Linked DNA regions of Mus musculus: regions 2, 3, 4, 5, 6 and 7 are each linked to region 1. The links are chromatin contacts, called in public promoter capture Hi-C maps. All regions are on one chromosome and are shown on one strand. The core of a region is the stretch at or near the end of the contact, and the rest is flanking DNA. Distances in the headings are between cores, read along the strand shown. Region 1 holds the start of Pdf (peptide deformylase (mitochondrial)). Region 2 holds the start of Plekhg4 (pleckstrin homology domain containing, family G (with RhoGef domain) member 4). Region 3 holds the start of Slc9a5 (solute carrier family 9 (sodium/hydrogen exchanger), member 5). Region 4 holds the start of E2f4 (E2F transcription factor 4). Region 5 holds the start of Ctcf (CCCTC-binding factor). Region 6 holds the start of Atp6v0d1 (ATPase, H+ transporting, lysosomal V0 subunit D1). Region 7 holds the start of Enkd1 (enkurin domain containing 1).

Region 1 (3,835 bases), core at 639-3,138:
TTGTCTACAGAGTGAGTTCCACGACAGCCAAGGCTACACAGAGAAACCCTGTTTCAAAAAACAAATCTTTTGGATATCTGGATTACCTTATCAATCAATTGTAGGCTGTGGGGTTAGAATGTGTCTCATTTGTACAGAGGATGTTTGCCTGCCCACTCCTCTCCATGGGAAATTGTCAGGAAATAGCCACTCCTTTAATGGTACATTTGTAGTCCTGCTGTAATCGTATTCTGTCAGATCTGATTTCAGGGCAAGCATTTCTATCATCTTCATCTCAGACCAGCACACACTGTCTACTGTCGGACTGGAACCAATTCCAAGCTGAAGCACAGATGTGACCATCTTAGTCTGCATGCTGGATTTCCAGATCCTCAATTCAAGGAGAGTGTTAGTCATTCACCTCCATCCAGTGGAGATTGGTAAATGTCCCACTGTCCATTTTGTCGATGAACAAGCAGCCCTGCAAGTGATCCATCTCATGCTGGATGATTCGAGCTGTCCAACCACTTGCCGACCACACCACTGGCTCTCCTTTTGGGTCCAGTCCTGCAAAGGAAGTTACAGGCTCGATGAGGTGAGGCTTTGCTGAACTCATGCCCAACCTCCTGTCCCTACTTTGTTTCCTGCCCTGGCCATGCCTATTTATATCCTATCTACAGAGGCAGCATCCAAGAGTGAATGTGGATAACAGCTCTTATCCCTCCTAGAAAGGGTACCCCAATTTTGTCCAGTGCCGACTTTTTACTCAGCGTGATTCCCAGCACTACTACAGGGCAAGGATAAGAAATCAAAACTCTTTTCAAGGGCTGTTTATCAAAGGTATTTCATGCCAGGCATGGTGGCACACACCTTTTAATCCCAGCACTCAGGAGGTAGAGGCAGGCGGATTTCTGAGTTCGAGGTCTACAAAGTGAGTTCCAGGACAGCCAGGGCTATACAGAGAAACCCTGTCTCGACCCCCCCCCCCCAAAAGAAAGGTATTTCAGCTTGGCACTGTAGCAAATAACCATATTACATAAAACAATGTGAATGTGAAGCATGGAATGGTTTGTTGCCCTAGTCTGGGTAAATCTGGGTCCCACTTTCTTACACAAGCCCCACCACGATAAACTGGGAAAATCGTGTGTGCAATACAGACACACTTACATGGGAATCTATATACCTACTCATGAGAAAGGGGAAAGACAGGCTCCATATCTAAGGAATCACCCTGCAACCCATCTAGGCGGGCCTGACCTGCTCTTCAGGAGTTCAGTTGGCTCCCGAGTGCCGCTGTGTCTGCACTGTCTCTAGCCAGAGAGAGCAAGACCACCCCGCTGCCCACGTCCCCTGCACCTGAGATCTGCACGGCTTGGAAGCGAGGCACACACGCCAGAAAGCCGGCGACACTCTCGCAGCCCTCGGGGAAGGTGACCAAGCGGCTGTCCAACACTCTCAGACTGGGGTTCACCAGCACCCGAAGTGGGAAGGGTTCCATCTGACGCAGTTCGCGCAGGCGCGGTGAGAAGGCTCGGAGGAGCTTGTCCGGGAACTCGAGCGCCAACACTTGCAGCGGCACCCCGAGCTGCGGCGCACTAAGGCCCACACAGCCACGCCGTCGCATTACCTGCACCATCCGCCCCACCAGCCGCTGCAGCTCCGGCCCCGCTAGCTGCTCGGGTTCCACCGGGGCCGCCACGACGCGCAGCACCGGGTCCCCGACCTGGCACACGTGCGCGTATGGCGGCTGCGGCGCGCCACATACAAGGCGCCTGAGGTACCGCCAGTAGGAGCGCGTGCGCGCCGGGCCCTCCAAGGCGGCCAAGGAGCTGCACCTCTGCGCCCGGCTCCCCGGAACCCACGCCGGCCGCGGCAGCCTGCCCAGCAGCAACATGGCGCGGGGAGACGCCGCGGCCCTTCCTTCCGCTAGCGCCAAAGACGCCGGGAAGCGTAGTTCCCGTGTAACTTCCGGACGCCCATCGTCGGGAACAGCAGGCGAGTGGCGACAGTTGTCGGTTTTATTAAAGCTGCAAATACCACAGGGCCCGCGCTATCCTGGGCAAAGCAACTGCACACACCTTCCCGCTGCAGAAGCGCGTACCCTCAGGGCTGCTCCCCAGGCTGCGGGCAGGGGACACTGCCTATGGCTCCTCCCTCACTCGGTGGCTCGGCTGGCAGCGGCTCCCCCTCCATGGGCTCCTGAGGCAGCGGCTCCCCTGGTTCCCTCTTCTCTGTTACAGGCTCCATGCTCCGCTGCTCCGCAGGGAGCTCTGGAGCTGGGGCCACGAGGTCCGGCCCCAGCTCCTGCTCATCTAAACAGAAAACTGTTTCTCTCTTAGGCAAAATAAAGGCGAGAGGTTCCTGGATGGCGCTGATGTTCACGTGTCCAAGGTTTCCGTGCTTAGAGAGCTGGGTGGGTGAAATGCCTGACCCAGATGGTAGGGAAAAAGAAATGAAAAAGAAAAAAAAAGTTATTAAATTCAATGCAGAGATCTCAGGGATGGTGTGGGGCAGGGGAGGGGACACTCAGAGAAAAGATTTAACACAATTACATATTTCAATACAACAAGAACATCTTTTTGGGTTTTTTGTTTTTTTGAGACCTGGCTATGCTGGAACTCTATAGACCAGGCTGGTCTCTTATCTCACAGAGATCGTCCTGCCTCTGCCTCCCAAATGCTGGTATTAAAGTTGTGCCAGGCTAAGGGCATCTCTGTAATACAAAAGGACAGTTAGTTATATTGGAGCCCCATTGTAAGGGTGGATGGAGCCTGAGCCAGGAGACACTCAGTAAATACTGGAGTCCAGGCACAGATCCCAGCTATTTGGGAGGCAGAGGCAGGAGGATCTCTGAGTTCAAGGCCAGTTGGGTATACCAAGTTAGTTCCAGGGTAGCCAGTGCTATATACTGAGATCCTGTCTAGTGTCAAACCAAAAACAAGGGCTACAGACATGGCTCAGTGGTTAAGTACTCTTCCAGAGGTCCTGAGTTCAATCCCCAACAACGTGGCTCACAACCATCTGTAATGGGATCTGACGCCCTCTTCTGACATACACGCAGGTGTGCATTCAGATAGAGCACTCACATAAAATCTTTAAAAAGACAAAACGAAAACAACAATGATAAAAGCCAGGCTGTGGTGAAGAACACCTTTAATCCCAGCACTCAGGAGATTTACAGAGTTCCAGGACAGCCAGAGTTTCACAGAGGAACCCCTGAAGAGAAATCCCATATCAAAAAACCAACCAAACAAACAAACAAATTTTTTAAAAAATCTTTCCTTTTATCCTAGCTCTTGGGAGGCAGAGGCAGGCAGATTTCTGAGTTCAAGGCCAGCCTGGTCTACAAAGTGAGTTCCAGGACAGCCAGGGCTACACAGAGAAACCCTGTCTCAAAAAAAAAACAAAAAAAAAAACACAACTTTCCTTTTTCTTACCTAAAGTCTGGGCTATCTGAGCTGGTGGGAAAAGGACTTGAAGACAGCGGTTCAAATAAGGAACAAGGTCTTCCAGGAAGGCAGTGCAGAACTGGACAAAGATCTCATGCTCCCCACTGCTGAACACAGCCTCTTCGGCTCGATGGAATGCCAGAATTGTTTTGGTTACCTACAGGACAATGTCAAAATCAACCACAGAGGCAGTCTACGCTGCTGACTATGTGGACAAGCACAAACTTGCAGCATAGAGAAAGTTCATTCACAACAGGGGTGGCAGGGGCTCCTTTAAGCCCAGTGCTTAGGGGCAGAGACAGGCAGAGCTTTGTGAGCTCCAGGCCAGCCTGGTCTATAGTCCAAGTTCCAGGACAACTGGGGATACAACCAAGACACACAAATCCTGTCTTGAAAAACAAAAAAAA
Region 2 (3,932 bases), core at 1,075-3,574, 1.7 Mb before region 1:
TAAGTTGTTTGCATTATCTTGCTCATAATGCAAGGTAAAGTTGCATGGAAAAGGCTGTGGGTCTCTGGGTCCTGGGAAGAAGGGGGACAGGAAGAAGTAGATTATCTGGAAGCCCCAATAGTGGATTCCAAGAAAGGAAAGCTTGACATGGAAGGGCCTTGGGGATGCTATTTCAGCGGCTCAGAGTAGGTGAAGAGGACCAAACTGTAAGAAGTCTTCCCACCAGGTTTCAGTCAGGATAACTGGGGAGCTTGTCACAACAGATCTCTGAGCCTGCTCCAAGGTGTCCGTTTTTTAGAGGCAGGGTCTCACTATGCAGACCTGGCTAACCTGGAACTCAATATGCAGACCACACTGGCCTCAAATTCACAGAGATCTGCCTGCCCATACCTGTTCTCCCTATCCCCTTTTCCTGCCCCTCCCCCAGCCCCCATGCTTGGATTAAAGGCATGTGTGGTCACACCCACCTACTCCAAGGGTTTTGATTTAACAGGTCTTGGGGAAGCCCAAAAAGCTAGTGAGCACAGCTTGAGAATTAGGTAAAGCTATCAGGCATTTGCTCTGTAGGAGCAAGCAGGTCAATTGGCCACGCAGGGCAGTGATGGTGCTCGCCTTTGATCCCAGCACTTAGGAGGCAGAGGCAGGCAGATTTCTGAGTTCAAGGCCAGCCTGGTCTACAAAGTGAGTTCCAGGATAGCCAGAGCTATACAGAGGAACCCTGTCTCGAAAAACCAAAAAAAAAAAAAAAAAGTTTGGCCACTTGATTGGACAAAAATGACAGGGTGGTTATCTTACCTGGAATGAATGGAGAGGGGGGATCCAGATGTCATAGGCCTAGAGCTTGCTATTTAGGCTGGGCTGGCTAGCCCAGGATCTGCCTGCCTCTGCCTCCCCAGTGCTAGGATTACAAGTGTGCCAGCATGTTTAGCTTAAAAAAAAAAAAGTGTTCTGAGAATCAAACACAGGGCCTTATGCTATCCACAAAGCTATCTCCCTAGCTTCCCTCCATCTTAAAAAAACAACAGGATCTTGTTATGAAGCTCTGTCTTGTCTGGAACTTTTTTTTTCCCCTTTTTTTTAGACCTGGCTAGCCTTGAACTTGTGTATCGTCCAGCCCTTTCATCTCAAGCCCTAGATTAGAGGCATGCACTCTTTGGTCACAATGAGGGCCGTTCTACGTCAAAGAAGGTGGTCTGAGACAACAGGGTTTTAGTCAGCTCTGTTTCCCCATGCAGTCTGGGACCTAAGAGAAAAGGCTGTGATGCCCCTGGTGGCCTTGAATGCCACTCCCAGGAGCCTGGGTTTATTTGGGTCAAAGATGAGAGGGGTCTGGGAGGTTTGAGAAATCAGTTGCTTTGCTGATTACAGTGGTCCTGGCTTAAGGGACTTAAGTCATACACAGACTTAAGGGAATGTATCCCCAGATCTCCAAAGCTAAGGAGTCGCCTTTTCTTTTCTTTTCTTCCCTTTTCTTTCCTTATGGATGGATGTTGTCAAGAAAAGAGAGGTAGGGAGGGCTGGGGAGGGGGGAGGGCGGAGTGGGGGGGGGGGCTGTCCACATTCTACAATCTCAGTGGAAAAGACTTCTCTGAGTAGATTCAGCAACCAGCAGAACCAGAGATGGCCTTCGTGAGTCACTGTTCAGACTTGCAAGCTCAGCTCTGGAAGCCCGCTGTGGTCAGCCACCCCAGGTTGGCTCCAGGCCTAGCCCCCCACTGTCCCGCACTGGGCCAGTGTCTGTCCCTGTTGCTGTTCCATGCCTTTCCCATCCCAGATACGTGTGCCTCACAGCTCTCTGCCTCTTCTGTCTGAGTCTGTCTGTCAGTCATTTTCTCTAACCTTGGTTTCCACGTCACCCACGTGGGAAGAGTTCAGGACGGGAGGGGCGGTGTGACTAGTCTTAGATACCCCTAAATATTTATTCTGTGCCAGGCCTGACATACAGAGCTCGAAATATCAAAGTGGACAATATTCAGTCTGCCTGCTTACAGGGCACATTCTGTGTGGAGTGAGAAAACCACAGCCTAGTTCTGCCTCTGTCTCAGCACGCGTGCCTGCGCTCCCCCAACCGCCTGCTGTGTTCAGAGGGCCTGGGTCAGTTAGGGCCTGAGACCTGATGCCTCTTATTTGCTTCATCCCTGGGAAGGGTTATGTTCCTCCCGGGAAGTCCATCTTCTTACAGCTCCTGGGGGCCTGGCTAGTGGGTGGAGGTGAGCCTCAGAAGCAGGAGGGAGGGAAGGAGAGAGGGAGGGAGGGGCAATGACTCAGTGGGGGTGGCCTGGGACAAGAACCAAGGACAGAAGCCAAGACTGGACCTGATGCTCACTGAAGCTAGAGGAAGGAGAGATGGAAGACATGCCTAGGAGCTGGGGCTGGAGAAGGACAACTCCAAGGCCAGCCTTGCCCCTTGCTCTTCAGAATCTGCCTTAGAGTCAGAGATGGGTGGGGACGCCTGTTGTTTCTACCATGGCTGCAGCTGATAACTAGATTCATGAAGGAATCGCCTGACTTAGAGCCAGGGAAGGCATTATGTCCAGTGTCCTCTCCTCCCAGGGACCAAGGCCATGGTGTGGGGGCTACATGCCTTTGTCTGGTTGCACAGATAACCTTTTTCTTATGATCTTTCCACAAATTCAAGAGTGTTAGGCCAGGCCCACTTCCTCCAAAAGGACCCCAGACTTTAGAGTTAAGAACGAGTAGGGGTCTCCCAGCTATCCCAGTGTCTTTCATCAGTTCAAGATTCCCTAACGAAGGGTGAAGTGGGAAGGCAGGGCATGAACACAGATATCTGATCCATCCATCAGGATTTCCCTGGTCCATCGGGCAACCCCAGGAGAAAAGAATGCTTTTCTTGTCTTACAGGAGAGGAAGATGAGGTGCAAAGAGAAAAGGGTCCCTGGAACAGCCCACAAGAGGTGAGTGATGGAACCAGATCTCAGCTGGTCTCTGGCCCCAGGGCACCAGCTTTCTTAGCCACCCTTTTCTGTGGATAGGGAAAAAGAACTCAGGGAATGAGGGTTTGAGCCTTATGTATGTTGGCAGGCCTGGGTCAATTCCCACCCAGAGACATAGCTACCTACCCTCTTCACCTTCCGGGTTTAACAAGTCATGGGATGTCACCGTTTATCTCTAATTTATTTCTCTGTCTTTTTGTTGTTTGTTTTATTAATTAAACCTGGGGGCTCACACAAGTCAGGCAAGGGCTCTGCTACTGAGTTACACCTCACAGCCCATCCAACCTGTTCCGTGGTGGGTGGGCCTGAGAACCTGAAGGGGAGATTCAGGCTACAGAGGAGTGGTGGTCCCTCCCACTATCCGTGAAGATTATCCACACGCAGCTACCAGGGCATAGGGAGTCTCTCTGGAGACGGCCCCTAATCATGGACTCACATGTGTGTGTGTGTGAGTGTGTGGTGGTGGGTGGTGGGACAGCTCTGAGGACCACGAGGGCTTGAGTGGTCCTCATCTTGTACATGGAAGCTGGGCAAGTATTCCCATGTCCCATCACGGGAATGGTAAAGGAGCCTTGCCCTCCTCCCACAAGGGCGTCCTTTGCTTCGTGCAAGAGCCTTCTTTCCATCGGCAGAGCCACGGCTCACTCACCCTTTCAGACAGTTCCAGCTCTGAGCACAGTGAGCACAGTGGAATGAATGTTGCCGGGGTCGGCAGAATGAGAAGTCAAGGGAGGGCTCGCCAAGTCTCCGAGGCACTGAGAGTAGGAACCCAGCGGCCGGCGGGCGCGGATGCTCTAGGCAGGGGGCAGTAGGCGTGGTCCCAGCTCTCCTCCGCACCCTCGGCCTTGCAGAGCGGCGCCTTCCGGAAGAACCTGTGATTCGGTCCTCCAGCCCCTAGAGAGCGCCGCGTCCACAGCGGCCTTGCGGCCCTTCGAGCCACCAGAAGGTGGCGCCCTTGGAATCTGGGCAGCCTCGCTG
Region 3 (4,065 bases), core at 1,307-3,806, 1.7 Mb before region 1:
TTTTTCTCAGTCCCTCTTCCTCCTGCCTTCTATTTTGAGTCTGTGGTCACAGTTTATATTTGGGATAAGCACATCACAGTGCATCTGACCATTCCTGGCAAAGCTATCGACTCCAGAGAGTTCTGGCTCTACACAGTGTGGTAACTTTATGCCCTTCCCAAAGCCGGGGTGGGGGGTGGGGGGTGGGGTAGAGGCAGTTCTCCCTGCAGCAGGTAGGAGATCCTAAAGATGGTCCTGTCAGATCAGGAAGTACAGAGCTGGGTGGGGCTCGGAGTGTCCTCAGTTACGGAGCAGAGAACAGGACACAGCACCTGGTTGGGGAGACAATTTTATATCCATTCATATTTCTACACACACACACACACACACACACACACACACACACACACACACCACGCACACTGAACTCAGGGGCCTTGTTGTACAGATAAAAACATGCAATGAGTTTTCTAAATGAAGAAGAGGTTCTGAATCTCGTTTTTGAACACGCCAGGCCTGGTCCCACTGTGAAGAAGGGTCTAGAGTAAGAGAAGTATCGTCTGCTCTCTAGCCTTATACATGCATGGATTTGTGATACTGGGGATCGAACCCAGGGCCTTGCACATACTAGGCAAAGTGCTACCGTCTCCGTCATCACCTTATTCCTGGCCACGGATTTTCATTAGTATTGCGGGTAAGTGGACTCAGTTCCACACCCCTTTCTCCCTGGTCTGTCTAAACAGTTGCAATTCTGCACCCTTTTCTCTGTAGTCCGTATACTAAATGCCAGGTGACCTCAGACTGGGCAAGCTTCCTCCAGACCCCTCTGAACAGAGCAGTAGAAGAACACAAAGTAGACTACGCAGAAAACTCTGGAGGTGGGCAGTATGCTGCATTCTTCCAGCTGTGGTCTTAAAGAGCTGGGGCTCTGCCTGGCCACTGGCCACTCCCCAGGCCAAGTTTCGCCGACCCCCTCCTGACTGCACTTGGAGGCAGGGCTGGCTGCAACGCGAGGAATGCAGTTTAGAGGCCTGGAGCCTAGGGCACATTCCAGGGGAGACCCCGGGGCTAAGGGCCATGTTTACGCAACCCCGCGCCCAATTGTGGCACCCCATCAACTCCCTCCCATCTCCCTCACAGCTCCCAGCTAACCCGCAGGTCAGGAACCCTGGGGGGTGGTAGTGTGTATGCCTCTGGGAGTCCTGGCCCGGAAAAAGCAAGCCGGAAAGGGATGCCTGCGGGGAGGTGGAGGGGAGGCCAGCAGGAGGGGAGGGGTGGTCCTGCTGGACATACGGAAAAATGCCTCTCTAACTGAGCAAAGTCGGCCTAGGAACGTCGGCAACTAGGGTAGGCCAGCGGTTTAAAATTAGACTGATCCACCCCCTCCCTTCCAGGCGTAGGCCACCAGCGGCGGGCCTAAGGGACCATGGGGGCGGTGACGCAAAGGGCTTTCCCACCCGGGCAGCCTCCCATGAGCGCACGGCCGCTTCCAAGGGACTCCTCTCATCCTGGCTGGGACTCCAGTCTTCAACAGCGCTGGAGAGACTGTATTCCAAGGACCCAACCCAGCCGGTAGCCTCGATCCCTTCTATGATTGCTCCCTAAACCCGCCCCTCTTTGGGGCCCCGCCCCCGACTACCTGGAGCAGGTGGAAGTCTGTCCCTTCCCAACTCCACTTCCCCAATCCGCTACAACCACAGCAGCAACCCTGGCAAAGAGGCAGCGAGGGGACTCCAAGCACCTCTTCAGGAGGGCCTAACTTTCAAGGGAAGCCCGAGTGGAACAAATCACAAACTCTCATTTGGCTTCTATACTGTCCCCTCAACTTGAGTCTCCCCCTGTAGGCAGAGGAGCATAGACCTTAGGACCCCGGCCGGAGACTTTTCTGGAGGCGAGCACCCGCCCGTGACGATCTCTCTCCTAGAAGCACTGTCTGTCCACCGCCCACCTCAACCTCCGCAGCGCCCCTCACCTTAAGAGGCGCCCCCAGGAGTCGGTGCAGAGCAGGGATCTGCGCACTCAGGGGCAGAGCCCCGTCCAGGCTGCAGGTGGGGGCCCGGCGTGGTTCCGGGAAGTTGGCACAAGCGAAAGGGTCGGTGTCTTCCAGGTACTGCACTCTCACAGTTACCACGGATACTGGGTCCCCATCCCCGCGCTCTTCCTCGCCCGCCATGGCTCTGCCACCGGCTACCGCTGGACGCCTCTTGTGTCCCCTGCAAATGCTGCAACTTCAACTCGACTAAACTTTGCTGTTAGGGCCGGGCCAGGCTGGGCCGGACGCTCGCGGCTCGAGGGGCGGAGCCAGATGAAGGTAGGACCAAGGAAGGGGGTGGAGCCAAGACTGAGCGGCGAGCGCGCGCTCGGGGTTAACCACCGCCGGAGGCGGCGCTTGGGCCAGCCACTCAGAGAGCTGGTGATCCCGTTAGTTCCATTGCTAGGAGGGCGGGAAAACCCGAGCTCCCGCTCCGCCTCAGAGCAGAGGGCGGGGAGACTTTCTTTAGATTTGGTATGGGCGAGGCTGCAGCGGATCTTTGTAAGGATTTTTAGGGCAGATGGGGGGGGGGGGGTAAATCTCTTCGGATAATCTGGGTAGCTGGGCCACTCTCAAGGGACGAGATGGGACTAATTGCTAGCTTGAAAGACAAATGAAAGCATTTCTCTCATTTGGGGAAAGCAGTAAGAAGAATCTCTTTCAATGTGGAATAAGAAGTGGAAATAGATTTTATATTTGAAAGAAGAGGTGGATTCAGTCCCCTTTAGCTGTGGGGGCAAAAAAAAAGAGGACGGGTGCTCTTTCTCGAAAAAGAATGGGATGAGTCACTGTGAGGAGGCAGGTAGCACATGTTTTTTCGGCTTGGGTGATGAATGAAAAGTGGAGACATTCTTCGGTTTGGGGCGAGATGAGTCAAATGCCCCAAGTTGTTCCTAATTTAAAGGGAATTCCATAAGGTCCTCTCAGATCCATGGAATAGGCAAACAGTTCCCTGTAGTTTGAAGGAAAGGGAAGGCGGCGCCTCTGGGCTCTGGAGAGATGAGGAATAGCCAGCTTTTCAGCCTGGAAAGAGCCGGGTCCGTCCCGGCCTTGAGGTTTCTGGGTACGTTGAGAGCACCGTTGTCCATTAGGCTTTCTGGGTGTGCCCAGTGCGCGTGCGCAGCTGTGGTCCGGTAGGGGGGTCCCAGGTTTTGGAGATCGTGCTGGAAGGCGGCAGCGCACCGCCCCCTGCGGTTTTCTCAGCTTAGCACTGGGACCCGCAGCCTGAGCACCTGGGACGGGTGGCCCGCTGCTGGGCGGTGTTCTGCAGTAGCTGCGCTTGTCTCTGCTTCCCGAGACCCCCGTCCTTCTTGGTGCTCCGGGACGCGGTGGCTGGTCACCTTTCTGAATCCGGAGGAGAGGCGGTTTAGGAGAGCACACTCGAAAGAGTGGGTTTCAGGACTCGAGGGGTTAGGAGGGTTATGCTGGGGAATTTCCGGAGATGAGATTAACCTAGAAGAGATGGAGGAGGGGATCCTAACTGCTAGGATCCTGGGCAGGGTCTCGGGGTCCGGACCTGGCCTGGGGGTATCGGAGCTCGGATTGGGGGGAGTGAGCCCCACGTGCCTGTGACGCGGGGGCGCCGGGTAGGCGGCGGCAGCGGCGGCGGCGGCGGCGGCAGCGACGCGGGGCCGGCGGCCGTGCAGTGCCCGGAGGACAGCAAGATGCTGAGCGCCGCACTGCTTCTTCTGCCCGGGTTGCCCCTGGCGGGGGCGGGGGCCACAGAAGAACCCACCCAGGAGTCCGGGCCGTTGGGTGAGCCTCCTCCAGGCTTGGCGCTCTTCCGCTGGCAGTGGCACGAGGTGGAGGCGCCCTACCTGGTGGCCCTGTGGATCCTGGTGGCCAGCTTAGCCAAAATCGGTGAGTGTGTGTGTGTGTGTGTGTGTGTGTGTGTGTGTGTGTGTGTGTGTGTGTGTGTTCGCGCGCCCGCACGCCAGGCTAGCGGCCCGCAGAGGACCCGCCCCCAAGCCCCTAGGTCTCCAGATTTGCGTCTTGCATTGTGCGGGGACTTAGGCTCCAATTCCACAAATCTGGGTTCTCTCCCATTTCCTGCT
Region 4 (4,044 bases), core at 825-3,324, 1.8 Mb before region 1:
ATCATCCTTCCCCAAGCCCAGCCAACGAGGCTCATACCAGGACGAAGTGTGGGCTGTATCTTGCTGTCCATAGTTTGCCTAGAGCTGCTGCCGATGTGGTAGGAGTGGGAGCGAGTGCCTGGAGGAGATCAGGCAGAGCGGATGTTCCTTGGGCTCCGCTGAGAAAGAGGAGCAGGGTCCTTGCCTACCCCCTTCAGGAAGTAAGAAGGGGATACCTGGGAGGCCTCAGTCCTCTGGCTTGGACTATGCAAATAGGCAAAACTGTAAGTCCCCTTTCCTGCTCTGTAACGCCCAGGATAGTTTGGTACAGAACTTACCAGATCTGACCGGTGTCCAGTTCTCCCTCCTCTGCAAGTGGCCTTGGCCTTGAGAGTAGCCTTCTCGCTCCTGCAGAGCTGGGCACACCCTCACTGCTCACGGGACCGGAGGGACTCCAGCTCCTTTGGCACCAGCAGCCAAATTCCTCTCCCCAAGGAAGCCTCTCTCCCACTTCACGGCCCAGAAACCCCTACTTCTCCCCCAAGGCCCCTCCTTCAAAGCAGAAAGGAAGGAAGTTGAGTCTCTGGCACTTTATTCCCAACAGGAAAAGCATCTGCATTGAGGTGGGGAGCGCTGGGCGCCATTTCCTGTTGGGTGGGGGCAGCTGTGGACTCCCCCGGTGAGCACCAAGTCTTGATCAGCCCACCTTAGACTTCTAAATACTCCGGAAACACATATGCATATTTAAAGCTGATTTGGCCTCAAGCTGGTTTGAAGGATGACCCCCTATGTGGTAGAGCCTCAGCAAACCGCAGTCGAGTCTGAGAACCACAGATGGTATATGCCTTGGTAGGGGAAAGATCACATGTGGTGAGGCAAAAGAATAGTGAGAGATGGCAGTTAGGGATCCAAAAAGCTACATTGTTCCTGTAAGTGATGGGGAGCTAGGGAGGACACTAGATATAATGGAGCACCACCCAAATCCACCCATCATAATAGACCCTCACTTCCTACTGTCAGAAGGGTTGACAGCTAAGACCTCAGGAAGACTACCCCAACTTCAGGCTCCATTATAACTAGAGCTTCCGAAGTCTGCTTTCTCACAAGTGTGAATCATCAATCAATTTGGGGAAGGCAATTTGTGTCCTAGAGGGACTGACCGTCATAAAGACATAACCATAAGTGATAACACTGTTAAAAATAAATAAGACTTGCAAGCTGGTAAGATGGCTCAGAGGCTCAGAGCACTTGCTCCTCTTGCAGAGGACAGGGCTTCAGTTCCCAGCACCTACACGGCAGCTAATAATAACTGCCTGTTAACTCTAGCTCCCAGAGATCTGACACCCTCTTCTAAACCTCCTTGAGCACCTGCACACATGTGGACAAACATAAACACATACACACACAATAATAATAATGATGATGATGATAATAATAATATAAACCTTTAAAAACTGCAAAAATAAATGAGACTTGCAAACACACAGTTCTTCCCATGTGTCAGAAAATGCCTTAAAGGCTTTGCTTATATTCACACGCAGGCAAACACCTTTGCATGGACTAAGTAGTGGTTGGAAATAAGACTCCTGGCCACTGTGAACTGTATGTAGCATGGAGGCCAGCGAAAAATGATGCTGGAACGAAATAAGAGATAGAAGTATGCAAGCTATTTATTGTTAGTGCTTGCTGTTTTGGCAGGAAGTAACAGGAACAGCAGGAATTATCTCTGAACATCAGGGAAGCCTTTAGAATAAGTTTTAAGCAAATAGGCTAAGCTTGTGGCTTATGGCTTCCCTTCCCTGGATGGAATGTTCAGGCAGTTAGTAGTCTAGAAGCAGCTTAGCAAGGAAGAGTCGGGTGGTTCTCGCTTCTCAACTGCCGGTACTGCTCACTAACTTCTTCCATTTCCTACCATACAATTTTTTCAGGTTTCCTAGCTGCCCTAAGGAGTTGTTTTGGTTTCCTTTGCTAATGATACATTTGCCGACGGTCCCCCGGAGTTTTGCGTCCGGATCAGCAGACGGGAGTTGCACCAGATACCCTGGGAAGGCGCGAGACGGAAGCGGAAGCAGCCTTGATAGCTCCGGTGGCCCGGCGACTAGGAACGGAAGCGGAAGTGGCGCCGCCGCCGGCCTCGCCTGGCCTGGCTGAGGGGAGGCGGCGGGCGGGCGCGATGGCGGAGGCCGGGCCACAGGCGCCGCCGCCCCCGGGGACTCCAAGCCGGCACGAGAAGAGTCTGGGACTTCTCACCACCAAGTTCGTGTCGCTCTTGCAGGAAGCCAAGGACGGCGTGCTTGACCTCAAGCTGGTGCGCTCCGGGCCGAGGGGGCGACTGGGGAGATGGGGGCACCAGGCCTGGACCGGGAGCGGGAAGCCAGCGGGGCGGCCCCACTGAGTCCTCCGGCCGCCATCCGTGTGCTTTCTCACCCTGATGAGAGAGGCGGGAGGTTGTTTCCATTCACCGAAGCCATTAAGCCTCAGCTCTGTCTGGGTCCCGGCTGCAGGTGCAGGCCCTCGTGGCCCTTGGCGACTAGGACAGGGAGCCGAGCATCAGAACACAGCTAAGCCAAGACTCTTCCCGACACACTCGCGGAGTGATTGGAAGGAACGCCAGGGTTGGGACATAAGACTACCTCCCATTCCAGACTAAACATCTCAGGGTGCACACTTTTTAAGAGTGGGGCTCCATTCTCCATTCTGTTCTACCTGCCAGGCAGCCGACACTCTTGCTGTGCGCCAGAAACGGCGGATCTACGACATCACCAACGTGCTGGAAGGCATCGGTCTGATCGAGAAGAAATCCAAGAACAGCATCCAGTGGAAGTGAGTGTGGGCTGTTTGGGGAGGGCAGAAGTGTCAGGGGTGTTGGGGTTGGGAGGGGATGGTGATGTTTATAGGAGAGAGTTGGGGTCTGGCACCCAGAGATCTTAGGGATCCCACGCTCAGTCTCTCAATCCCATGGTTCAGGGGCGTCGGGCCAGGTTGCAATACCCGGGAGATCGCTGACAAGCTGATTGAGCTCAAGGCAGAGATCGAGGAGCTGCAGCAACGAGAGCAAGAACTGGACCAGCACAAGGTGTGGGTGCAGCAGAGCATCCGGAATGTCACTGAGGACGTCCAGAACAGCTGATATCCTCTGCCAGTCCCTGCCTCGGGGAGTGGGCAAGGGGCGCTCAGCTGGTTTTGCTCTGTGGCGCTCTGGGTCCTGTACCTCTTAAAAGAATGCTCCAGCAACCCCTGGTCAGATTCAGACGGGAGGCTCCAGTCTCTTCCAGCCTTAGCCCATGATCCTTACCCACCTGGACCCCAGGTTCCAGAAATTTCCTCTGAGGGCTGTGTGGAAGGCATAGGCTGAAACATTGGGTCTCTTCTGTGGTCTGCCATCTGGCACAAAAAAAAGCCTCAGCTGTTCTCCTTAACCCCCACACCTTGGCCTACGTGACTCATGAAGACATCTGCAGATGCTTTGCTGGTGAGCGGAGCCTGGGTAGAGGGAGGTGGGGGGTGGGGCTGAGCTAAGTCATGGACCCATGGTCCAAAAAGAAGTTCCAGCTCTCGAAGGTTCGTGATGCCTACTTAAAGAGAAACAGGCAGCAGGTGTCAGTTTGGAAGTCACTGGGACTCTGTAGGGTACAAGAGTCCCCAGTGTGTCCCTGGGTTTGCCCTTATCAGCAGTGTTCTCTGAGTTTGGTTCTTGGGCAATATAGTGGCACAGAGGAACAAAAAGAATTTGTACATGTAACTTGTGTGCACAATCTTACATACTTGTATGTAGGGGTCGGTGGTGTCTGTTTCTAATTTGTACTTAGTCCCACTATGTATATACGAATTGTTCCTTTTTTTTTTAAGATTTACTCATTTATTATAATATGTAAGTACACTGTAGCTGTCTTCAGACACTCCAGAAGAGGGAGTGTCAGATCTCATTACGGATGGTTGTGAGCCACCATGTGGTTGCTGGGATTTGAAGAGCAGTTTAGTGCTCTTAACTGCTGGGCGATCTTTCCAGCCCTCGTTTCTTTATCTTATATTCCATCTTGCATCTTGGAAAAACTTGGTCAGAAC
Region 5 (3,754 bases), core at 378-2,877, 1.4 Mb before region 1:
ATGCTCAAGGGCAGAGACCATGGCTTTGGGTTGGATTCATACCGCCCAAAGGGAGACAGAACAAAACTCCCCCCTGACCTCACATCCTTCTGCACCTATTCCCCAATGTCTGCTCTACCCACAGCAGAACTCAGGCTGCCTTCATGCACTGTCTCTATTTCCTTACTCTCCTGTTTACTTTTTAACCCATTCTACTCAGGTTAACCTCTTCAGTTAATCCATATGAGTCAAGCTAAAGTCACCATGATCTTTCCCAGCTATCTCCAAGGTAATAAACTCAATAGCTAAGCCTCTGGCTGAACTGTACCGGAACTCTCAGCATCTGAAAACCAGAAACCTCTCTTCCTGCCTCAAACTTACTTCTGGTCTTGGATTCTACAATCCAACAGTCTAGACTTGTCTTTCTGTTTACTTCCTTGTCTATTATCCTCTTTCTAATCTTGGACTTTCTCTTCTATCTTTCCTCTAAGTCCAGTCATGGAGGGAAGCTCCACAACAGTGGGTGAATGGACTCAAGATGTTTAAACACATTTGCCTTAGTTACTGACATCTGAACAGTGGGATCTTACATGCTTCTAACTTTCCGATTCTTTTGGGGGGAATAAACAATATCTATTGATAATGGACCAGCATACCCACAACACAGCCCAGATGTATATGAATAGGGCAGAAGCTTGCTGCCAGGTGCATTTGTTATCCAAACAGCTAAAGCAAGAGAACTGGGACTACAATCCCGAGTCACATTCCAAGGCTATGGGGGGCGGGGAGAGAAGATGATTAGAACACCTGCCAATAGGGTCTTCCCGGGAAAGGGAAGGGATTAAGTACCACCGACTGGGAACCGAAATAAAAAGAACAGTCTTAAAAACTTAGACGTTCACGGTGCCAAATACAGCTAAACACGACTGCTGTGGTGTGGTCTGCTATATCTCCGGACTGAGGTGACTCTGTCCCGATTCTCTTAATTTCACATTCGGTTTTCTAAGGCCCTTTTCTTGGGAGGAAGACTACTAAGATCCCCGGGCGAAGCCCCTAGCAGTCGATCTTGAGCACTGGGCAAGTGTCGGAGAAGTGAGAGAGTGCGGGAACTCACTGCATTTGACTCGGCGGCGGGACAGGGTGCAGAGCTAACCCCGGGTGGGAGGAGACCGGGCAGGGTAGAACCCTGGCGCTTCCTCAACCCCCACGGCCCCAGCCCCGCGCGCTTACTTCAGCTCCCCGTCGTCCTCCCGCCCTTCGCAGCTTGGAGGGAAAATGAGCGAGCTAAGGAAATCAGGGCAACTAGGCGGAGACCCGATCGCCCAGAAGCCGCCAGCCTCCGCCCAGGGAAGCCCCACCCCAATGGGAACCAGGCCGCCTCCGCGCCGCCGGCAGAGCCCACGCGCGACCCGGCGAGGGCGCGGGAGGGCGCGTGCGGCGTGACGCCGCGCCTCGCGGCGCATCCCCGTGACGCCATCGCGCCGGCTTTTGAAAGTTGGCGCCCGGGGCCGCCTCCCATGCTGCCCTGCGCCAACCCCTCCCCTCACCTTTCCTCCCCCGCCCTCGTCGCCGCCGGCCGGCCCCCCCCACCCGACTCTTCCCTTATCAGCACCCGCGGCCCCGGCAGCGCCGACGCAGGCGCACTGCACCGCGCCGCCGCCATTTTGTGTCCGAGCCTGTGGAGCGATTAAACCGTGCGCGGAGCTGCTTCTTTGGCGGCAGCGGCGACCAGCAGCAGCCGGTGCGGGCGCGCGGAGCCGGCCGGGGACGCCAGGTGGCCGGAGCGGTGGAGCGGCGGCGGAGCGGGCGCCGCGGGGGGTGTGGCGCGAAGGTAAAGGGGGCCCGGGGTGGAGGAGGTTTCGCGGGCCGCCTCTAGGTGTCACGATGGGGCCGCTCCGGTCGGCGCTGGCTGCAGCCCGGCGCCAGCGCCAGCGCCGCCGCCGGGGGGTGTTTGTCTCCCTCTACCGTCCCTGCTGCGGCGCGGCCGCCGCCATTGCCCGGCGCCGCCGCCAGGGCCTGGCCAACCCCCTCCACGCCCGCCCGCCCGCCCGCTAAGCTTCCCTCCTCCCAACATGGTAGGCCTCTGGCGGCGGTGGCGACAGAGGCCTGCGCGCTCGGCGACTCCATTTTCCTTCCTTTGTCTCTACCCTCGAGGCCGGCTTTTGGCCCGGCTGATCTTCGGGCCACGGCCCGCCCTCTGCCCCTCCCGCGACGGATACCCCTTACCGAGTCTGGACCCTCTGAGGCTCGGTTGCCGCCGCTTGCTTCGCCTAGGGGTTCTGAACCCTCGGCCGGCCGCTTAGCCAGGTCCCGGAACCGTGTGGGTGTCGGGTCCCGACCGACGCGCCTCAGACTCCCCATCTTCAAGTCCAGCCGGTCCCGGAACCTACCCGATCTCCCTGCGTTGCTTCTCCAGCAGCTGGGGTGCTCTCTAGTCTCTCGTAGTCCGATCGTCCCCGCTGCCGGTCTCCGTCGCCGCCGAGTGTCGCAGGCGGCGCTGCTGTGGCTGCGAGCAGAGGGGACCCCTGAGCTGCCGAGAGCTCCCTCTGCAAGGCTGGCTGAGCTGCTCGCGCCTCGACGCCGCCCGAGCGGGCGGGGGAACGCGCGCTCGCCGCCCCCGCCGGGCCCCGCTGCGCCCCCAAACTCACGCCAGGGCATCGCGCGGGACCCGACCGGTGCGGCCCCCAATGGTGCGCGGAAAAAGACACGAATTCCTGCACCAAAGTAGTTTTTCTCCAGCTGTATTCGCACTCTTTCAGCCCCTTGAAACGATAGCAGTCAGACTTGGTGCGCTCAGAAATCTCAAAAGGGACTGAAACTTAATTTCACTCTCATCTCAAGTGATGTGATAAACTCATAAATTCGGGAGCATGGGCTGGTTGCGATGGTACAGGCGACGCTGGAGTTTGCCTCCTATTTAAAATGTCCTGACGCTAACTTTGCACTCCACTTAGGACCTGATGCTCTAGGGCTAGGCTAAGACAGTTCAGCCCCTCTCTAGAGATCGTGCAAACCGATCTAATGCGCCAATAGGGTAGAATGAACTTATTCATGACTGGACTGGTAATTTGACTGTTGGATGAAATGTGAGGGTTGATGTTGTAATTGGATCCTGGGTCACTTGCAGCAGATGGTTTATAAATTTCTGTGCCTAATGTAACTACTCTTTAGTATCTGACTTCCTGTATTGAGTTTAGCATTAAGTAAACATTAGCAAAGAGACTTAATACTTTTTTGGAGTTTAGATCAACTAAGAAAGCTAAAATTCCAAGGCATCCATAGGCAGGAAAAGAAATTAAACAGGGTATTTATCCTGGCATTAAGTCTTTTGCATTTAAAAGCTTCCTTTGATAAACTGCTGGAGTAACCTTTTCGTACCCACTCTAACACGGATTTTCTTTTTTTTTTTTTGGTTTTTCGAGACAGGGTTTCTCTGTATAGCCCTGGCTGCCTTGGAGCTCACTTTGTAGACCAGGCTGGCCTCGAACTCAGAATCCGCCTGCCTCTGCCTCCCGAGTGCTGGGATAAAAGCCTTTCCCCACCACGCTTAACACGGATTTTCTTACCAATTAGCCACTGATGTGTGGCTTAGGTTCTTAAGAAAAAAATCTAGGTTGACATTTTCAGAAAGAAAAGATAATGAGGTGCTTTAACACACCAACACACACACACAAACACACTGTCTCTCTAGCTCTGGCTGTCCTTGGAGCTCTGCAGACCAGGCTGGCCTCAAACTCAGATTCACCTGCTTCTCTCTCTGTCTTCCTAGCCCTGT
Region 6 (3,664 bases), core at 35-2,534, 1.5 Mb before region 1:
GCTGGCGAGATGGCTCAACGGTTAAGAGAACCGATTGCTCTTCTGAAGGTCCTGAGTTCAAATCCCAGCAACTACATGGTGGCTCACAACCATCCGTAAAGAGATCTGATGCCCTCTTCTGGTGTATCTGAAGACAGGTACAGTGTACTTACATATAACAATAAATAAATCTTAAAAAAAAAAAAAAGGAAAAGAAAGAAAGAGGAACTTAGCTTTCTGTCACTCTTGTGTAAGAAACTGGTGCCCTGCCGGGCGTGGTGGTGTGCGCCTTTAATCCCAGCACTTGGCAGGTGAATTTCTGAGTTTGAGGCCAGCTTGGTCTACAGAGTGAGTTCCAAGACAGCCAGGGCTACACAGAGAAACCCTGTCTCGAAAAACCAAGAAAGAAAGAAAGAAACAAACAAACAAACTGGTGCCCCAACAGTGCTGGGGTGGGGTGTGAATGCAGGTTGGGGCCAAATACTTGTACGTGAATTTCTGATTTACAGAGCCACCTCTTGCTTTTCCAAACAGTCTTGAAGACTCTACACAGCCAGCGGTTCAGAGCTGGGAGGAACCTCTCGCTAAACTGGCTTAGCAATTCCCCAGGACGACCCAACCCTCAGACCAACACCACCAAGACACAACGATTCTAAAGCCCTTGGGGGAGGAGAGAAGCCTTTTCCATCTAACTTCCCTAGGCACTGCCACCCAACAGGCCTAGGGTTGGGCCAGGGGGAAGAAGCTTGGAGGCGCACTCGTCGCGCCGGCTAACCAATCCTCGGGGACCCGTCCTTCTAAATTATAGGACTAGCTCGACGAGGTTAGAGGCAACCCGAGCCCAGGTAAACCACTGCGGTTCTTGAAGGCTTGTTTACGTCTGGGCCCCCGCGCAGAGCCGCAGCTAGAGGCAGACTCCTTCCTGACATGCCCACCATCAATCAGCTCGCGGGTTCCCAGAGGCCTCGCGTGCCCTTCCCGGCTCAGGGAGGCCCCCCTCAGACAGCCCGGACCCGCGGCTCACCCTCGAGCGTCTCGCACTGCACCAGGTTGAGGTAGTCCGCCTGGCTGAGCACCCCGGCCTTCAGGCCGCGCACTAATCCCTCCAAGTAGCCATTGTCCACGTTGAAATAGAGCTCCGGGAAGAACGACATGGCTGCGGCGGGGGTGGGAGGCGGCAGGGGAGGCGGGGGGCGGCGGGACCAGAGAGCCCCGATCTGCCCGCACGCAACTAGACTCCCCGGATCAGCTGACGCGGCGGCCGCAGCGGGCTGTCAAGTGCGTCAGGTGACGCACCGCGTCTCACGTGACCGCAGTAGGGCCTGGCTCTTAAATGGCTCCAGTTTCCGGGCACCCTGGCACGCATGCGTTACTCTGGAGTGCCCGACCGGCTATAACTGCCCTCCCGGCGCCTGCGCACTAAGGAAAGGCGGCCCTGGAGCGCCTAGCGGAGAGCAAAGAAAGGTCGATGATGGAAATCGACCGCGTGGTGGTGCTAATACCCTCAGGATGCGAGGTGGGCCCTAAGTTGAGTTTTCCTGGGTTTGGCGCTTCTGTCTGGCTTCATTAGGGCCAGCCGGGTAAAGCTGAGCGGGTGTGCTATTCCTTAGGCTGTCGAGGCTGTCTCCTACCAGACAGAAACCGAGGTCCAAGGAAGAGGAGGGGAGAGTTTCGGAGCCAAATGGTTATCCTCCAACTAGACTTTACACCCGGTAAGCCGCACTGCGCCCGCTTTCCCGGCGTTTGTTGCACTAGTTCTCTAGGACCGGGGTGTGGCCTTCTGATTTCCCCAAGGGGCCTGGTGCCTTAAACTCGCCCATATATGTGGTTCAGATGATGGTGTAGCTTAGACCCCGAGGTTATGGTGTGTGTGGTTCCAGCATGACGACGCCCCGACAACCCTTCGACAGCCACGTTTGAAATAACCACAGCTTTAAGGTTAAACCGTCCCATCCTTTATTCTCATCCCCTGCCTTTGCCCAAACAACATCCATTGGCTAGGTGCGACTACAGAGGTTCGTGGCCGTACCCAGCTTGCGGCAGTAGCAAAAGGCATTGAAGAAGCGGCAGTAGCACGTAGCGCACGGGTCGCAGCAAGGTACCTGCTGTCCCAAGCAGGACTCGTGCAGCCTTACACAGCGACGCGGAGAACGAGACTCGCGGTTCTGTGGATCTAGCACCTGCATTCGTAGGGGAATAAGGTTCAGGAAACTCTCAAACCCCGACCCCAGTAGGGTGGCAGTGGACTGAGGTCAGGGAGGGGCTGCAGTTCTGCCCAGGTTGGGTAATCCGGAAGTGGGGAGAGATGATGGTATCTGATGCGCCCTACCTTCTACTTTATCCCTTTCCCTAATGAGTTACCTCCGCCAAAGCTTCTGCCTTCTGCAGCAGAACTTCTTCTGCTCGGTCTGCAGTTGTCTTCTTGAGGCCATTCAGACTTAGACCTGGGGCAGAAGATGTGAGGGCCACACCCACCATGCACCAAGTACCCACCTCCCTAGGTTGGGATTGGGATTGGGGAAGGAGGTCTAAGCCTGGGCGGGCAGGTCTGTGGCCAGCAATGGTCGTTGCCCCACATATCCCCAACCTGACCATACTCACCTGGGAACTCTGGGAACAGAGCCTGGTCAGGCCTTCTGATGCCCTTCAGTGGAGCCACGCCCATCTGGACCCCCAGTGTGGGAGGCAGTGCCAACAGCAGAACACAACTCAGCAACATTGCAGTCAGCATGGCCTGGCTCAGCAGGAAAACCCCCATTTAGTCTCTCCTCATCCTTAGGGTACCCTACCAGCGCTGAGAGAGATGCTCCCAGAAAGTCCCAATTCCTGTATAGTCTTTGTGCTTACCTTTGCTTGCTGATCTTTGCCTAGGGATGTCCTGGTCTCTTGTGCCCTGAGCTTATATGGCAGTGCCTAATAAAGGGTCCACACGTGACTGCTTCCTGTAGCCAGGGCATGAGGTGCCTCCCTGGAAAATGGAGGCACAATTCAGGCTTTCTCCCTAAGACCTGAACCTTTGGGTGTTCTATTAGAACATCTCCAATTTGGCATGAGACAGCCAGGAACCAATTAAACTTTGGGAACAAGATAGGGTGTCCAGACCCCAAAATTTCCATAAGAGCAGAACCTAGGGATGGGTCATGCTAGAACCATTAGCAATAATAAGGCAGGCGGCCCTCTGATCTTAATTTAATTTCTGTCCCCACAGATGTTCACTTAGTCTCCCTAGGACATGTTGTTTCCTTTGCTTCCAGGAACTTTGTCAAGGGCACCAAAGAGGGTCAGTATCACCATGCAGCAGTGAAGTGAAAAACTAGACCCAAGGTTTCTTTGGAAGAGAGATCAAAAAAATCCCTTATAGCCAAAACCAAACCCACCCTCCTGGCTCTCCCTCCTCTGTGCTTTCCTTAAGACCCCCCCCCCTACACCTATTTCCATCCCCACGCCCCCTTTCTACCTAAGGTTCCTGGAAACCAAGGGAGCAGAAAACACTGTTCCCCCGGTGGGCATACAGCTTCAGAGGACAAAGCTTTCAGGCCGCCTGCTTCATTAGTGTTAATGGCTGCTCCCTTCCGCCCTGTGTTGTCAGGTCTCTGCCTACGCCTGGCCTCATCAGCTTGACAGAGTAAGGACTGCACATTTGTGGGTGTAACAGGACCCATGGGACTTTTTTTTTTTTTTTTTT
Region 7 (3,811 bases), core at 899-3,398, 1.3 Mb before region 1:
AAAGAGTTTGAGGTCAGCCTGGGCTGCGTGAAACAGAGACACAGAGATAGGGGAACCGAGAATGAGTTAGCAGGAAGGTCGTGGGTATATTATATGAGTACCTAGTGTGCATGTGTCTCACGATTCCATCTCCAATATCACATGTAACTAGGTAACTTAGGTAGTTCTTTCAGATATGTACCCTGCTGGCTTTCTGTTCAAACCTTCTGCTTCTCCCCCTTACAAACTGAATTATGCCCACTATGCCCATTGCCCCTACTCCCTCTGATGCCAGAATCTACCTGTGGGGTTTTATCTCTGTGGAATGTTCTCTTCCTCTAGCCTAATCCTTGACCTGATGCCATCAGCTCCCCAGAGAAAGTCCACCCAGATGTCTTAGTCTTTTGTGATCACCATCTCCCCCAACGCACGCACTCATGAACGCACGCACACACATGCTCTGTAAGTTAGATCAGATATAATTGCCTTGGCCAAGATGGATAGGTCTGCCTCCCTGGGACAGATACCTTCATCCTGGCCTTGACTCGAGACTCCACATTGTCATACTTGGGTGAGCGCCACAGTGCCTTCAGTGGCTTAGGCTGACCCTGTTCCCGGCTGCGTTCCTGGTCTTGGAAGCGCCTCTGAATCTCTTTGATCCGCCTCAAGTTTTCCTTCTCATGGTCCTTTGGATTCTTCCCTGGAAGGGTGCAGGGAGGAATATTGCTAGGGACAGCCCTACCAAATGGCCATGCACCTCGGACTAGATCGAATATAGATTCACACCCTACCCTTGGCAGAAAGACCTCTCAGACAATCTGGGAGATGTCTGGTAGAAGAGAGGCCCTGGGTTCACACACACATACACACACATTTTTAAATACAACCAAGGCCTCTTCATGGAAGTTAGACATCATACCCACAGCACAGTTATCAGCTTATTCCCTTCCACAGTCACCCTCCTGGTTATCTTCTACATTTTATGATTTAGCATACCATTAATCACCGTGTATATTATACACATGGCCTGTCTTGTTCATTGCCTCCAACTGTGACTCCCATACTCCCCCCGCCAATTTTTTTTAAATTCACACATCCCAATTGTAGCCCCTCTACTCCCAGTCCTGCCTGTGCCAAATCCCCCCCCCCCCATTACCCCTTTCTCTTCTCCTCAGAGAAGGGGAAGCCTCCCTTGGATACTACCCTACCCTGGGACGACTCCCATACTTTTTAACCCCGTTTTCCTAACAGCTACAGGGTTTGGCACAAAGTAGGCACTAAGTAAACAATGCTCCATCAAGGTGTGAAAGCTTGAAGCGAGGGCTTTCTGCAGAAGGATAGACTCTGATCCTGCCAGGAGGTATTGTATTTTGCCCTTCTTTTATGCTAGAGAAACTAAGACCCAGAAAAGAACATTAACTGCATGGGCTCAAGGCAATTAAGAAGCACCCTATTTTAATCTCTGCTTTTGACCTAAGAATGCCTCAATACCCCGTCTGCAAGGACTTACTCTTAGGAGAGACCCCCGAACCGAGGGAGATGCACCCCAGTTGCAGCAGCACGTCCCCCACGCCTCGCTGGCCACGCTCTAGGATCTCTCGGGCTTCAGGCCTGATGCGAGGGCCACGAGGAGGACTGGAGTCCAGGTCCCGACCTGAAGTCAGCAGGTCCAGCTTCAACGCGTTTCCTTCCAGGCGTCCTTGGGCTGAGGAGCAAGACGCGGTGGAAAGCCGTGCTCAGGGGTGGGGCGGGGTACTCGCCCCGCCGAGGCACCCCGCAACTCACCCGAGGCCGGCCGCCGGTAGTAGTCCGGGCAGAGAGTGGGGTCTGGGGGGATGGGTCCAGAGATGCGGGACGGGCCCTCGCACATGATCCTACCGCAGCCCTGCAACAGTGCACCAGGGCCTGTTGCGCTGCGCAACTTTCCCCTCTAATCCCTGTCGGGTGCTTCCACCCTCCACCCGAGCCCTGCATCCCCGCGGTAGCCCCCATCACCGAGCCCCACCCCTCGACGACCGCCCGTCTCTAGGCGCAGACTGTACCACCGCCCCGCGACTAGCCCACTGCCCAGAGGGGTTCGCCGCCCCTCCCCCGCCAAGCCCCAGCGAGGGCTCTCACTGGAGCAGTTTTACCGCCAACTGTTGCAAGCCGGTAGGAGTTGCTGTTGCTTGGCAACAAATGGCTTCCTGAGGTCAGGGGTCAAATGACTAAGGCGAACAGCCTTCTGGGGTTTGTAGTTCCAGATGAGGAGTGATTCTAAGTCTCGGGTCTCAACAGGAGCCTTACCTCTCAACCTGTCTCCCCTACCAGCACTGAGTACCAGTCCAGCCCCGCTCTGGGCCTGAGGTTTTCTCTGATCAACTGTCGAGGGATGCACTGATTCCTCATAGCCTATGGCCTCAGAAGGGGCCAAGAGGCAGCCAGAAACCCAGAATGGGGCAGCAGTAGGGTTAGCCCAGGTTGCAGAGAGCCTTGAGGTGACTTGGGCATTTCAAAGCTCGGGAGATGGAGGGGTAGGGCAGGAGAGGTGGGACTCTAGGTAACCCAACCCTCTAACTGCCAGGCCAAGCCCTACAAGTAGAGAGGCCTAAGCTGGTTACCTTCATATTTTGTGGCCAATATGTAGTTAGGAGACACCACCACCCCCCCAACCAAGGGAGATGTACTCCAATTGCAGCAGCTTTGGGCTTTGAATAACTGATCCCCACAATACTTTGCCTGGCCATCGGCTCCCAATGACCTATGTGTATCTTCTAGTGTCCAGGAACAGAAGAGTGTCTGGTGCCGGCACATGAGACCTGCAGGAGCCCAGGCGAAGACAAGTGTCCCGTGGGGCACAGCTTAGAGCCAGAGCTCCAGGAGGAAGGAATAAAGGTGGGAGAGGAAGGGCTCAATGCAGGGGTGGAAGCAGGAGAGGAGAGAGGACCCAAGCCTACGTCATCCATCGTGAGACCAGCTCATGGGCCCAAGAGAAAGTGAGAGGGCTTTCGGAGGGAAGGGCTGGGAAGGTGGGTCTTATGCCCGGAGATTCCTAAATCCCCATTCCTTCAAGGCAGAGATTCTTGTCTTTGACCAATACCCCTCACTCCCAACTCTAGAACTTGGGGGCTGGGGGGTTGGTATGGATTTGGGACTTCTAGATCTTGCAAGGAGACTGAGCTACCATAAATGCTGAGCCTCTACTGGGCTTGGAGCTTCACTGTCTAAGAAATGGACAGCTAACTAGCTCTAGTGGACAGGCAGGGGTAAGCCCTAGGCTCAAGATATAGGAACCAAAGACTGAAGCCTGCCTCTTTCAGGCCTCTTGTCCCAGGTTTGGGTTCCCCAGCCCTCCCAGGGCCAAGCACCATGTCCATCCTAGGTCAGAAGTTGAGCTGCCACCGGGGGTGCTGCAGAAGAAGGAGGAGCCAGAAGGCAGCCACAGTGAATCCTCACTGTCCTCGAAACAGCACAAAAAAGCCAAGAAACGCAAGAGTGGCGGGGCTCCTGTGCCGCCCGCTGTGGCCAGCGCATCCGCACCCGCCGCCGAGACCTTGGGGTTGGAGCGTGAGTGGCAGTCCCTGGGCTCTTCTCTTGTTTTCTTTGTCTTCTGAGGCTGACATGGCACAGCCTGGTGTTCTAGCCTTTGCTCTGCCTTGGGTTCTTGCAGGAAAAGCCCAGCGCCTGCGGCCACTGTACCAATACATCAACTACTGCAACCCAGAGCTGAATCAGGAGGAGGACGGGGACAGGGAGCCCGAGGTAGAGCCTGAGGCCGAGTTAGCACTGGTTCCCGAGGAGCCGGGCGTGGAACAGCTGCAGCTGCAGACCTTGCTGCCCGTGGCAGGTGAGC

The links. Promoter capture Hi-C pulls out the DNA fragments that hold promoters and counts their contacts.
Region 2: a promoter capture Hi-C map of liver shows a contact between it and region 1, with 4 times the contacts expected there. The contact joins the promoter of Plekhg4 here to the promoter of Pdf in region 1. A contact is called at or near these places in 2 of 39 promoter capture datasets (both in liver) and 2 of 9 other capture datasets (adipose tissue and liver).
Region 3: a contact with region 1 is called in a promoter capture Hi-C map of pre-B cells, with 5 times the contacts expected there. The contact joins the promoter of Slc9a5 here to the promoter of Pdf in region 1. A contact is called at or near these places in 3 of 39 promoter capture datasets (hippocampal neurons, liver and pre-B cells) and 2 of 9 other capture datasets (adipose tissue and liver).
Region 4: a contact with region 1 is called in a promoter capture Hi-C map of liver, with 8 times the contacts expected there. The contact joins the promoter of E2f4 here to the promoter of Pdf in region 1. A contact is called at or near these places in 6 of 39 promoter capture datasets (the C10 cell line, hematopoietic stem and progenitor cells, hippocampal neurons and 2 more), 1 of 115 datasets of contacts at active chromatin or transcription factors (large pre-B cells) and 2 of 9 other capture datasets (adipose tissue and macrophages).
Region 5: a promoter capture Hi-C map of liver shows a contact between it and region 1, with 5 times the contacts expected there. The contact joins the promoter of Ctcf here to the promoter of Pdf in region 1. A contact is called at or near these places in 3 of 39 promoter capture datasets (the C10 cell line and liver), 1 of 484 Hi-C or Micro-C datasets (B cells) and 1 of 9 other capture datasets (liver).
Region 6: a promoter capture Hi-C map of liver shows a contact between it and region 1, with 3 times the contacts expected there. The contact joins the promoter of Atp6v0d1 here to the promoter of Pdf in region 1. A contact is called at or near these places in 4 of 39 promoter capture datasets (hippocampal neurons, liver and pre-B cells) and 2 of 9 other capture datasets (adipose tissue and liver).
Region 7: a contact with region 1 is called in a promoter capture Hi-C map of liver, with 5 times the contacts expected there. The contact joins the promoter of Enkd1 here to the promoter of Pdf in region 1. A contact is called at or near these places in 5 of 39 promoter capture datasets (the SN4741 cell line, embryonic stem cells, hippocampal neurons and 1 more), 1 of 484 Hi-C or Micro-C datasets (B cells) and 1 of 9 other capture datasets (adipose tissue).

Annotation. Positions count from the first base shown.
Region 1 is chr8:107,046,726-107,050,560 of GRCm38.p6, forward strand. It overlaps Pdf (peptide deformylase (mitochondrial)), which reads right to left and starts at 1,889. Exons shown (of 2, transcript NM_026513.2): 1 at 1,336-1,889; 2 at 1-546. The coding sequence starts at 1,873. The coding sequence ends at 389. It overlaps Cog8 (component of oligomeric golgi complex 8), which reads right to left. Exons shown (of 5, transcript NM_139229.4): 4 at 3,417-3,585; 5 at 1,984-2,405. The coding sequence ends at 2,083.
Region 2 is chr8:105,370,948-105,374,879 of GRCm38.p6, forward strand. It overlaps Plekhg4 (pleckstrin homology domain containing, family G (with RhoGef domain) member 4), which reads left to right and starts at 2,325. Exons shown (of 23, transcript NM_001364406.1): 1 at 2,325-2,915; 2 at 3,806-3,932. The coding sequence starts at 2,872.
Region 3 is chr8:105,345,702-105,349,766 of GRCm38.p6, forward strand. It overlaps Slc9a5 (solute carrier family 9 (sodium/hydrogen exchanger), member 5), which reads left to right and starts at 2,557. Exons shown (of 16, transcript NM_001081332.1): 1 at 2,557-3,871. The coding sequence starts at 3,676. Fhod1 (formin homology 2 domain containing 1) reads right to left here and starts at 2,269. Exons shown (of 22, transcript NM_177699.4): 1 at 1,952-2,269. The coding sequence starts at 2,152. Gm46049 (a long non-coding RNA gene) reads left to right here and starts at 69. Exons shown (of 4, transcript XR_003947441.1): 1 at 69-140; 2 at 494-673; 3 at 751-1,137; 4 at 1,374-1,955.
Region 4 is chr8:105,295,589-105,299,632 of GRCm38.p6, forward strand. E2f4 (E2F transcription factor 4) reads left to right here and starts at 2,075. Exons shown (of 10, transcript NM_148952.1): 1 at 2,075-2,287; 2 at 2,693-2,802; 3 at 2,947-3,108; 4 at 3,408-3,451. The coding sequence starts at 2,153. Exoc3l (exocyst complex component 3-like) reads right to left here and starts at 525. Exons shown (of 14, transcript NM_177788.5): 1 at 318-525; 2 at 38-118. The coding sequence starts at 71.
Region 5 is chr8:105,634,911-105,638,664 of GRCm38.p6, forward strand. Ctcf (CCCTC-binding factor) reads left to right here and starts at 1,628. Exons shown (of 12, transcript NM_181322.3): 1 at 1,628-1,810. It overlaps Gm5914 (predicted gene 5914), which reads right to left and starts at 2,564. Exons shown (of 2, transcript NR_151742.1): 1 at 2,370-2,564.
Region 6 is chr8:105,564,780-105,568,443 of GRCm38.p6, forward strand. Atp6v0d1 (ATPase, H+ transporting, lysosomal V0 subunit D1) reads right to left here and starts at 1,285. Exons shown (of 8, transcript NM_013477.4): 1 at 1,004-1,285. The coding sequence starts at 1,133. It overlaps Agrp (agouti related neuropeptide), which reads right to left. Exons shown (of 5, transcript NM_001271806.1): 2 at 2,827-2,947; 3 at 2,581-2,713; 4 at 2,341-2,423; 5 at 1,916-2,159. The coding sequence starts at 2,710. The coding sequence ends at 1,977. It overlaps Gm38250 (predicted gene, 38250), which reads left to right and starts at 1,401. Exons shown (of 4, transcript NR_168532.1): 1 at 1,401-1,495; 2 at 1,590-1,691.
Region 7 is chr8:105,706,060-105,709,870 of GRCm38.p6, forward strand. Enkd1 (enkurin domain containing 1) reads right to left here and starts at 2,149. Exons shown (of 8, transcript NM_198299.2): 1 at 2,098-2,149; 2 at 1,765-1,864; 3 at 1,490-1,684; 4 at 507-679. The coding sequence starts at 1,849. 4933405L10Rik (RIKEN cDNA 4933405L10 gene) reads left to right here and starts at 2,230. Exons shown (of 4, transcript NM_027655.2): 1 at 2,230-2,456; 2 at 2,737-2,954; 3 at 3,341-3,525; 4 at 3,602-3,811. The coding sequence starts at 2,373.